Regions from separate parts of the Ovis aries genome. Here region 1 is linked to region 2. The links are chromatin contacts, called in public Hi-C maps. All regions are on one chromosome and are shown on one strand. Each heading gives the region's core, a stretch centred on a gene start, on an enhancer-like site or on the middle of the called end of the contact. The rest is flanking DNA. Distances are from core to core; before and after follow the strand shown.

The links. Hi-C and Micro-C count contacts between places; a contact is called where the count stands out from the background.
Region 1: a contact with region 2 is called in a Hi-C map of liver, with 2.5 times the contacts expected there. The contact joins the promoter of TNFRSF21 here to the enhancer-like site in region 2. A contact is called at or near these places in 3 of 16 Hi-C or Micro-C datasets (liver, muscle and skin fibroblasts).

Annotation. Positions count from the first base shown.
Region 1 is chr20:20,414,130-20,418,767 of ARS-UI_Ramb_v3.0, forward strand. TNFRSF21 (TNF receptor superfamily member 21) reads right to left here and starts at 1,407. Exons shown (of 6, transcript XM_012100789.5): 1 at 914-1,407. The coding sequence starts at 1,000.
Region 2 is chr20:20,153,895-20,158,389 of ARS-UI_Ramb_v3.0, forward strand. No RefSeq gene overlaps it. Among named protein-coding and RNA genes, the nearest start is that of ADGRF5, 33 kb to the left of the region's middle. Within about 2 kb of position 2,562, at least 3 of the 54 cell types and tissues checked have an H3K27ac peak or open chromatin away from gene starts, as enhancers often do. A contact at or near this core is called in liver, where this site is marked.

The DNA.
Region 1 (4,638 bases), core at 157-2,656, 260 kb after region 2:
GGGATGTGGGGAAGTTGGGGACAAGTTTTGGGTCGAAGGTGCTTTCAGGCTTTGGCAAGATAAATGATGGAGAGAACTAGCTACAGGGCACGCCCTGGAGCTGAATGCAGACCGGGTGCAGAAGAAGGAAGCTGCTCCACCCTCCATGCTCACCTGCCCGGCCACAGGTAAGCGAGGGATGGGGAAAAACGGGGGGAAATTCAGCTTCCTTTATGGTGGGCTCTCCCCTTCCCCCACTCAAGTGTCAGCGCGCTGGCCGCCTGGCTGGGAGCCGGCGCTTTGGGGGCGCCTGAGAGTGGGTCTCGGGGCTCCTTTTTGGGCGTGCCGAAACCGGGACCCACCCAGTCAAGGCGGAGAGAAGGGGGAAGGGGAGCAGGCGCCCGCTCCTAAGGGAGGCGCCGAGGCACCCGGCGTTCCGGGGGGCCGGCGCGCCCGGGTCCCGCGCTCTCCCACCGCAGCAGCATCCCGGCATGACACTGCAGCTGCAACAAAGCGGCGGCCGCCGCCAGCCTCGGCTCCCCGGGCCCACACCCCGCGGAGGGGCTAGCGGCTGGGGGCCCTGCGGGTGCGCCGAGGGGGGGTGGGGGCCCCGGAGGGGCGGAGGAGGTGAAGAAACCCTGAAATGCGCAGGAAGCCGAGTGGCCATCTCCAGCGCCTCTCCCGGTGCAGCCAGACTGCAAGGAAAACAATTCGCCTTCATTCCGGAGTCGGGCTGAGCTCTGCGGCTCCCTCAAAATGACCCGATCCAAGCCCTCGGGTCTGTTGCCTGCCCTCGCTCGCAACCTGCCCCCTCTGCACCCAGCACCCGCGCCGGCCCCGGCCCCGCGACCCGCCCCGCTCCCCGAGCGCGGCGTCCTCGGCTCCAGCGCCGCCGCCGCCCGCGACTCCCGTCTACCCCACCCGGAGCGCTCACCAGGAGAAGGGAGCCCGCGATCATCGTGGCTCCGGCGATGCGGCTGCAGGAGGCCGGGGCGGTGCTGCTGCTCGTGAAGGTCCCCATGGCTGAGCCCGGGGCTCGCAGGGCGCCCGGGGCGCGTGGCCCCCCGGCAGCTTGAATCGGCGGCTGCTTCTGCCCAGCGCCGCATCCACCGCCGCCTCCCGAGCCGGGAGCCCATCTACCTCCAACACCCCATGTGCACTGCGGCAGCCGGACGGCCGGACACAGGAGGGAGGCGGCGAGCGAAGCTCCGGGGGCGCTTAGCACCTGCCCAGCTGCGCGGCTGTCCGGACGGGGAGAAGCAGCCGCTGCTGCAACCCGCACCTCCCTGTGCTCTCCTCCGACAGCGGCTGCGGAGAACAAGGGAGGAGGGCTGGGCGCGAGAGAACGAAGGAACAACTTCCCATAGCGAAGCCTCCGGCCGCTGCCAACCACCGTCCTCCGCTGCCCTGACCGGCCGGCGAGGGACTGAGTCTTGTGGCCGCCGAGCGCAGGGAAACACGTGGTGGCGCCGAAGGGGCGGGGAATCGGCCCTTTGTGATGTCATCGCGAAGGAGGCCGGGCTCTTTGTGCGAGCAGAACTGAGAAGGCGGTCCAGAGCAAGCAAGGAGGTGCAGGATGCCCCCTGCCGTTCGCTGAAGAACTTGCAGCTGCTTTCTGATCCAAGGAAAACGCTCTGAAGGTATGCACTCCCTTGACCCAAATTTCCCTCTTTACTAAGATGATTCTCAGTAAGTTATTTTCTGTGACAGACGCCTTTCTATTGTTTCTGGCTCGATGAGTAAGATCAGAGAAAAAGCAAAAAGCATTTAGATCAACGGTGTGCCATAAAGAGACCAGTGAGTTGGTTCCCAAACTTAGCTGCACTTTAGAATCACCTGGAATGTTTAAAACAAACTTTGATGCCTGCTCCCACCCTAGAGATTCTGCTTGAATCGGAATAGAATGTGGTCTGGGTGTTTGGATGTTTTTTTTCACTTCTCCAGGTGATTTGGGGAGATTTTGGAACAAAATTTGAAATCCTCTGGGTTAATAAATGCAATTAAGGAAGTCCAGACTAAAGAATTCCAAACCTGGAGTCCACGGAAGTTGGATCCATAGATGCTCTTCCAGAGGGCTTGGAAACCCCTGAAATATGTGGGCAGGTGCATTTTCCTAAATAAAAGATCCAGAGCTCTGAATCAATTTATCACAGAGATAAGAAACACTCTCCCTCCAAAAACATATTAAACATTTTTGAGTTGGGTTCCAAATGCCTTTGTGGGAGGTGGGTGGGTAGAAAGGGAGGTAACATAGTGCCTCGGAAGTAAGAGCACAGAGCATTCCTGGGCATAGTTGGCACCGCCTGCATTTCTGAATGTGAGTGAGGACCTGACAACCCTCTTGTTGTCTCACCTGGGGGGAGGCAGAGTCTCCTGGCAGCACCACCATTTCTGGTACAGTGTCCATCGTCTAGGTTCTGACAGCATGTGTGTGCTCAATTGCTCAATCATGTCTGACTCTTTTCAGCCCTGTGCACTACAGCTGGCCAGGCTCCCCTGTCCATGGAATTTTCCAGGCAAGGATACTGGAGTGAGTTGCCACGTCCTTCTCCAGGGGATCTTCCCCACCTAGGGATCGAACCCGCACCTCCTGCGTCTCCTGCGTTTACAAGCAGATTCTTTACCATTGAGTCTCTGCCAGCACAGGGCACACTATACTGAAACTGCCTCTTTGACCATCTGGTTCACACCACTCATTTGTGAACTCTATGGTGCTGGACCTCTCCTAGCTTCTGTGACCCCTTCTACTTAAAGATAATATAGTTTCTCGATTATCTGCTTCAAGAATCAATACAGTACCTCTGAAGGTAACCTACAAGGGAAAGGTGCCAACTATTTGTTTTCTTATTAAATATTGTGCTTTGGCCTTTGTACTATGCAGACTTGAAAGATGCTAAAAATTAATCTGAGGATTAATTCCAATCTGTTCTTTCAAACATCTGCCAGTAAAGAAAATGATTGTCCATAAATATTAGAGCTAATGTGTACCGTCTGGTGAAAATCAAAGTTCTAGGAAACATTACTACTAAATATGGAATTTGGGGGAGAGGATTATGGTTGCACTTGAATTTCTCAATCTAGTTCCAGAAAGAGGGAGATGCATTGTATCTCCATAGATAACAGCTTCATTTATTTCTTCAAAACTTCAAAATGACTAATCAGTACCATCATAAGTCTTGTTTATGGAATTCCCTGGTTGTCCAGTGGTTAGGACTCAGCACTATTATGCAGGGGCTTGGGTTCGATGCCTGGTAGGGGAAATAAGATCCCACAAGCTGCCTGACAAGGGAAAAAAAAAGTCTTGTTTAAAAGACGTTTGGGAACTTCCCTGGTGTGTTTGTTAAGAATCCACCTGCCAGTGCAGAAGATGAAGATTTGATCCCTGGTCCAGGAAGCTTCCATGTGCCTCAGAGCAACTATCCAGACTATAAGACTACTTTTCCCAGTCTCCAGTGCACCTATGTATGACCGAATTTCTGGCCAAGCAGAATGGCCATTCATGTCTTCTGGGAAGTATTCTCCCTGGCTAGACCTTAATTGTCCATCATCCCTCTCATTCAAGGTCATGAAGACCTGCTATTTCCCTCCAAATTAACTGTAGTTTAATTTTGTCTCTGACAGTTTTTTCCTCCTTGCTTCCTCTCCAGTATTCTTGCCTGGAGAATCCCGGGGACAGAGGAGCCTGGTGGGCTGCCGCCTATGGGGTTGCACAGAGTCGGACACGACTGAAGCGACTTAGCAGCAGCAGCGGCAGCACCTCCTCCTCTATAGTCTTTCTACTCCTGCCCAGACGATTACACAGACTTCATGATTTTTGTCTCGTGTTTTGCCTGGACCTCTCAGTCCTGCAAAAGAAACTGTTCTTAACATCCTAAGGATAATGAACATTGTAGCACCTAAATCTGATTATGTCCTTCTCTCACCAAAAACCCAACAAATAATCCTCGTTACTCTCAATGTGAAGTGCAAAGGCCTAATAAAACCATTCATTCTCATCTCTGATTATGGTTCAAGCCTCCCCATGGCTGCAAGTTGAGTAGACATAGACAGATAAGGCACATGGAGCCTTTACTTCCTACATCCAATTTCATTCCCACTGCCTGCCAGTCCCTACAAACCCTAGATTCTTCATGCTAATTCTGCTAGATCACTGTGTTTCTTACCTACCTTGTCTTTGTCATACTTCCGAGTCTTTGCTAGCTTTTGTTTTCTTTTCAATTCACCTCTGCTTGTTGATTTCCTATGAATCTACCCTTTGAGACCAACCTCAAGTGGTACCTCAGCTAAGAATGCTTTCCTAACATCTTCTATCACCTTCTATACCCTTATATGGAAAGACACTTGTTCCTTCCTCAAGATTTTTCCTACATGTCTCTGTGATAGCCCACACGACACGACGCTGTAGTTAGTTTTCCTGTCTGTGCTGCTGGCCACATTTTGAGCTCTATGGGGCCAAAGTCTATGTCTCAATCATCTTCTATCTCCGTAGTCAAGATTCAAGATATTGACCTGGCTCAATAAATATTTGCTGAGTGAAATATTGAAAAGTTTGACAGACCATGGAACAGTTAACACACCTGATGTACCTTTTTCCTTTTCCAAGCCTTAAATCAAACATCCTGAACTGCGTTATACAAATAATAAACGGTTTAATATGTG
Region 2 (4,495 bases), core at 1,312-3,811:
ATGGAGTGAAGCTGAGAGGTTTTCTGAATATGGAAATGACAACCCACTCTAGTATTCTTGCCTGGAGAATCCCATGGACAGAGGAGGCTGGTGGGCCCCATGGGGTCGCAAAGAGTGGAGTGCTCTGGACCCCTTCTTAGGCATGCAAATTACCTAAACTCTGAGTCCCAGCTTCATCTGTAGAAGGGGGAAAATAATATGCAACTTATTGTGTCATTTTTAGGATCAAAGGGTGTGATCTATGCTGAGTCTAGCACAGAAACTGGAATCCCAAGGGCCTTGGTCCCTTCTATTCCCTCTCCTATCTTTTCTCTCAAAACCCATTGTGTGCTAGTGTAATTGGGAAGAATAAACGTGACTCCACATTGGATCTGCTTCTTTTACTTTAAATTGTGTATTCTATTGTTTTTCCTCTTTCCCCAGGGGAGGTGCAACATTCCTGGAGGTACTGCAATACCAGATTGATACATGGAGTGGACAGAGAAAGCTATTGCTTTTGCTACAAGCTAAGAATGATGCTAAAGCCGAAACTCCAGTACTTTGGCCACCTCATGCAAAGAGTTGACTCATTGGAGAAGACTCTGATGCTGGGAGGAATTGGGGGCAGGAGGAAAAGGGGACGACAGAGGAGGAGATGACTGGATGGCATCACCGACTCAATGGATGTGAGTTTGAGTGAACTCCGGGAGAGGGTGAAGAACAGGGAGGCCTGGTGTGCTGAGATTCTTGGGGTCGCAGAGTCGGACACGACTGAGCGACTAAACTGAACTGAATCACTAATGGGCTGTTGCCTAAGACTTAAAGTATACATAATGGCCCATCTGGGGGAACCCTGACTCCCCTGCCTGAGCAGTAAGCTAAAATGCCTTTGTTTAGCTAACAAGAAACATCCTGACCAGTGAAAGAAAGTGTTAGTGTTAGTTGCTCAGTCCTGTTCAACTCTTTGAGACCCCAGGGACTGTAGCCTGCCAGCTCCTCTGTCATGGGATTTCCTAGGCAAGAATACGGCAGTGGATTGCGATTTCCTTCTCCAGGGGATCTTCCAACCCAGGGACTGAATGCAGGTCTCCTGCACTGCAGGCAGATTCTTTACTATCTGAGCCACCAGGGAAGCCCTTAGCCAACTTACAAATAGTTGTAGAAAAAAAGAAATGAACACATCTCTTGAAGTCTGATTGGAACCAAGAAATATTTACAATGTACCACTTTTTTTAGGGTTTCCCTAGTAGCTCAGACAGTAAAGCATCTGACTGCAATGCAGGAGACCTGGGTTCATTCCCTGGATTGGAAGATCCCCTGGAGAAGGAAATGGCAACCCACTCCAGTATTCTTGCCCGGAGAATCCCATGGACAGAGGAACCTGATGGGCTACAATCCACGGGGTCACAAAGAGTCAGACACGACTGATGGACTAGCACACACACACACACACCCTTTTTCACTTGACATCTTCATGTTCTTGTCTTGGCTCCTTAAACTAGCATCCAAATCTGGGCAAGATGGTGTTTTGGAACACTAGTCCACCATCTTCATCTGCTGACTTTCCAAATAAAGTCCCCATTGCTTACCCCAACACTTCATCTCTGGATTTATTGGCCTGTCGTGGGGTGAGCAGCAGGAGCTTGGACTAGGGGACACAAAGGCAAGCCCTGGCAGCTAGTGCAGGGCTGAGGAGCAAATTGTAAGCAGCCTTGATCTTTCCGGATACATCTTTGAGGACTTAGCAAATCTTTGCTCTGAATGAAGTCACTGTTTTATGTTTTTGTTTTGTTTCCTCTACTCCTATGACCTTGGGTACAAAATGGAATCTGTGAAGAGCTGGGGTAACTTGTCCATGGAAGTTCACGTGTGACAAGACTGCAGAAAATCTGCCAGACCGTTTTCTCCCAAAGTAAACAATGAATGTGAAAGTCTAGGAATATTCACACTCCATTTGGCACCACGTATTTGAATTAACTCTGCATATTCCTAAGTTAGTGCTTCCCCAGTGGCTCAGTGGCAAAGAATCCGCCTGCTAATACAGGAGACACAGAATATGCGGGTTCAATCCCTGGGTCGGGACGATCCCCTGGAGTAGGAAATGGCAGCCCACTCCAGTACTCTTGCCTGGAAAATCGCATGGACAGAGGAGCCTGGTGGGCTACAGTCCGTGGTGTTGCGAAGAGTCGACTGACCGAGCGTAAGGACTGCTCCTTTTCCTAAGTTACCCAATGTACATCCTTTGAGACAACTCACATTTAAATAAAACACTGGTTTTCTAGCAAGTGAAAATCACCTGCCAACCATGGCTAATTTCTCCTTTTGCTTAAAAGCAACTTCTAACTCTTTGCCAGCACCCTTGGGCATAAATCCAGGAAACAGAGGTTTTGTTTCCCAATCCCAAACAGAGCTATTATGCTCTTAGTTCCCTAATCTCTTTTACTAGACAAAACACAGCAGCAACACTGTAAATTGTTCCTAATTAGAGTAGTTGGATTAAAATGCCTTTCATCTCCCCAGATTCCAGGCTGGCTCTCGGGTGTATTTAAGCATTGAGCAATTCGTCCAGAGCTTATTTCTTGGTCAGAGCCCGCCCCCTGAAGTTTAATAAAGGTAAGTACAGCACAGCTCTGCTGTCTTCTTAACAAAAGGCAAATTGTCTTTCCCCATAAGAACAGAAAGAAATAGATTTGGGGCTTTTGAAAATCTATACCTGGCTGAGATCTAGAAAGATTCAACAAAATGACCATCCTTCAGCCCCTTCATTTGTTTGGAAGCACCAGAAAAACAGGGGGGAAAATTCATCTTTCTAAAATAACTAGTTGCAGATCTGTAAAGAGCTTATCCAACATGAGGCATGGCAACATCTAAACACAATTCCATTCTCTGTATTCAATGTGAAAATTTCCTCTAGTGAAATTTCTTACTCGAAGCTCATTATATTTGTGTATTAGTAATCTTCATATTCAAACTGGAATAGGCAAGTCAGGCTCTTCCTCTTTCTTGACTCTGAGCAGTAGTTAACCCAGTTGCTTCCTCGAAATCCTCTTGAAATGCTTTTCTTTGCTTTTGGATCTCATTCTTTCGGTTTCCCTCCTACTTCACAGGCTACCCTTCTCCTTCCTCTTTACTGAATCCTCTTCCTCTCCTTACTTCTAAATGATGGGGCACCTTCAGAGCTCAATGCCTGGACCTCGTCACTTCTTTCCCCATACCTGATCTCTGGTCCCATGGCTTTAACCGTCATCTCTAAGCTGAGGACTCTAAGAGTGCATTTCTAGCCCAGAACCTCCCTTGAACCATACGCTGGTATACCAAGTGACCTGCTGGACAGATTGAGGCTCTCATAGGCGTCTCCAAGACCTGAAGCAGGTGACCAAAGCTACATAAGCTTGTGGCCAAGCAAGTCAATCAAGGTGACTTCTAACTTCAGAAGTCACCAAGCTATCTCTAATCACACACACACACACACACACACACACACACACACACACACACACACTTGCATTTAACCTAAGTCACACGATATGGTTTCAAGAGTCAAATAACTCTATAATTTCCTGATTCTCGGAGATCAACTCTTTTCTAAGTTAATTATTCATCTTTGCTATGCTGGGTCTCTGTTGCTGTGCTCGGGCTCATCCAGCTGTGCCGAGCGGGGGATGCTCTCTAGTTGCGGTGCACAGGCTGGCACCGTGGTGGCTTCTCTTGTTACGGGGCACAGGCTCAAGAGTGTGTGGGCCTCAGTAGTTCAGTAGTTGTGGCGCATGGGTCTAGTTGCCTCACAGCATGTGGAATCTTCCCGGACCAAGGATTGAACTCACGTCTCCTGAATTGGCAGACGGATTCCTAACCACTGAATTACCAGAGAAGTCCCTGAAATCAGCTCTTTTAACTCATTTACTTGATTCTTTTGATATTTATTTCTGTGTTTCTAAATAACGTGCTTGCATTGTTACTCCTTGATTTCTCAGTTTTATTGATTTCCAGAAACAAACAATTAAAATTTAGATCTCTTTACCCATCCTCCCAAATATACCTCCTATTCTCCACCTTCCTGGGATATTGTTATCATTTGGGTTATAGCAAAATCATTTCACTTTACTGGCACTCTGCGTGCTCTATTTATAGCTGAGGCAGGTAGTATGTTTAATTGTTTTTCCTTTTATGCACAATATTTTATCTCTCTTAGATGTGACTTTTTTCAGTTGCTTGGATTTCTGTGTTCTTATGAAAAATCCATCCCCAACCCATCTCACGATATGTAAGTCTCTTCTAAATAACCACTCAAGTATATCAGGTCTCCTACCATTTTCACCTTGTTGAGCAATTTCCCCTGAAGATCCAGCTTGGACCTGTCCCCCCAGCTGTTGTCTGGCTAGCAGCTCTCTTTACTGCAACCCTGGAGTTTCCTTCTCTCTCTCTTCTACTGAATCTTGAATTCTAAGTCTTCCTCTTTCTGGGTTTATTGCCTCTTTCTGAATTTATTTGGTCTATTTTCATTTATCATGCTGGG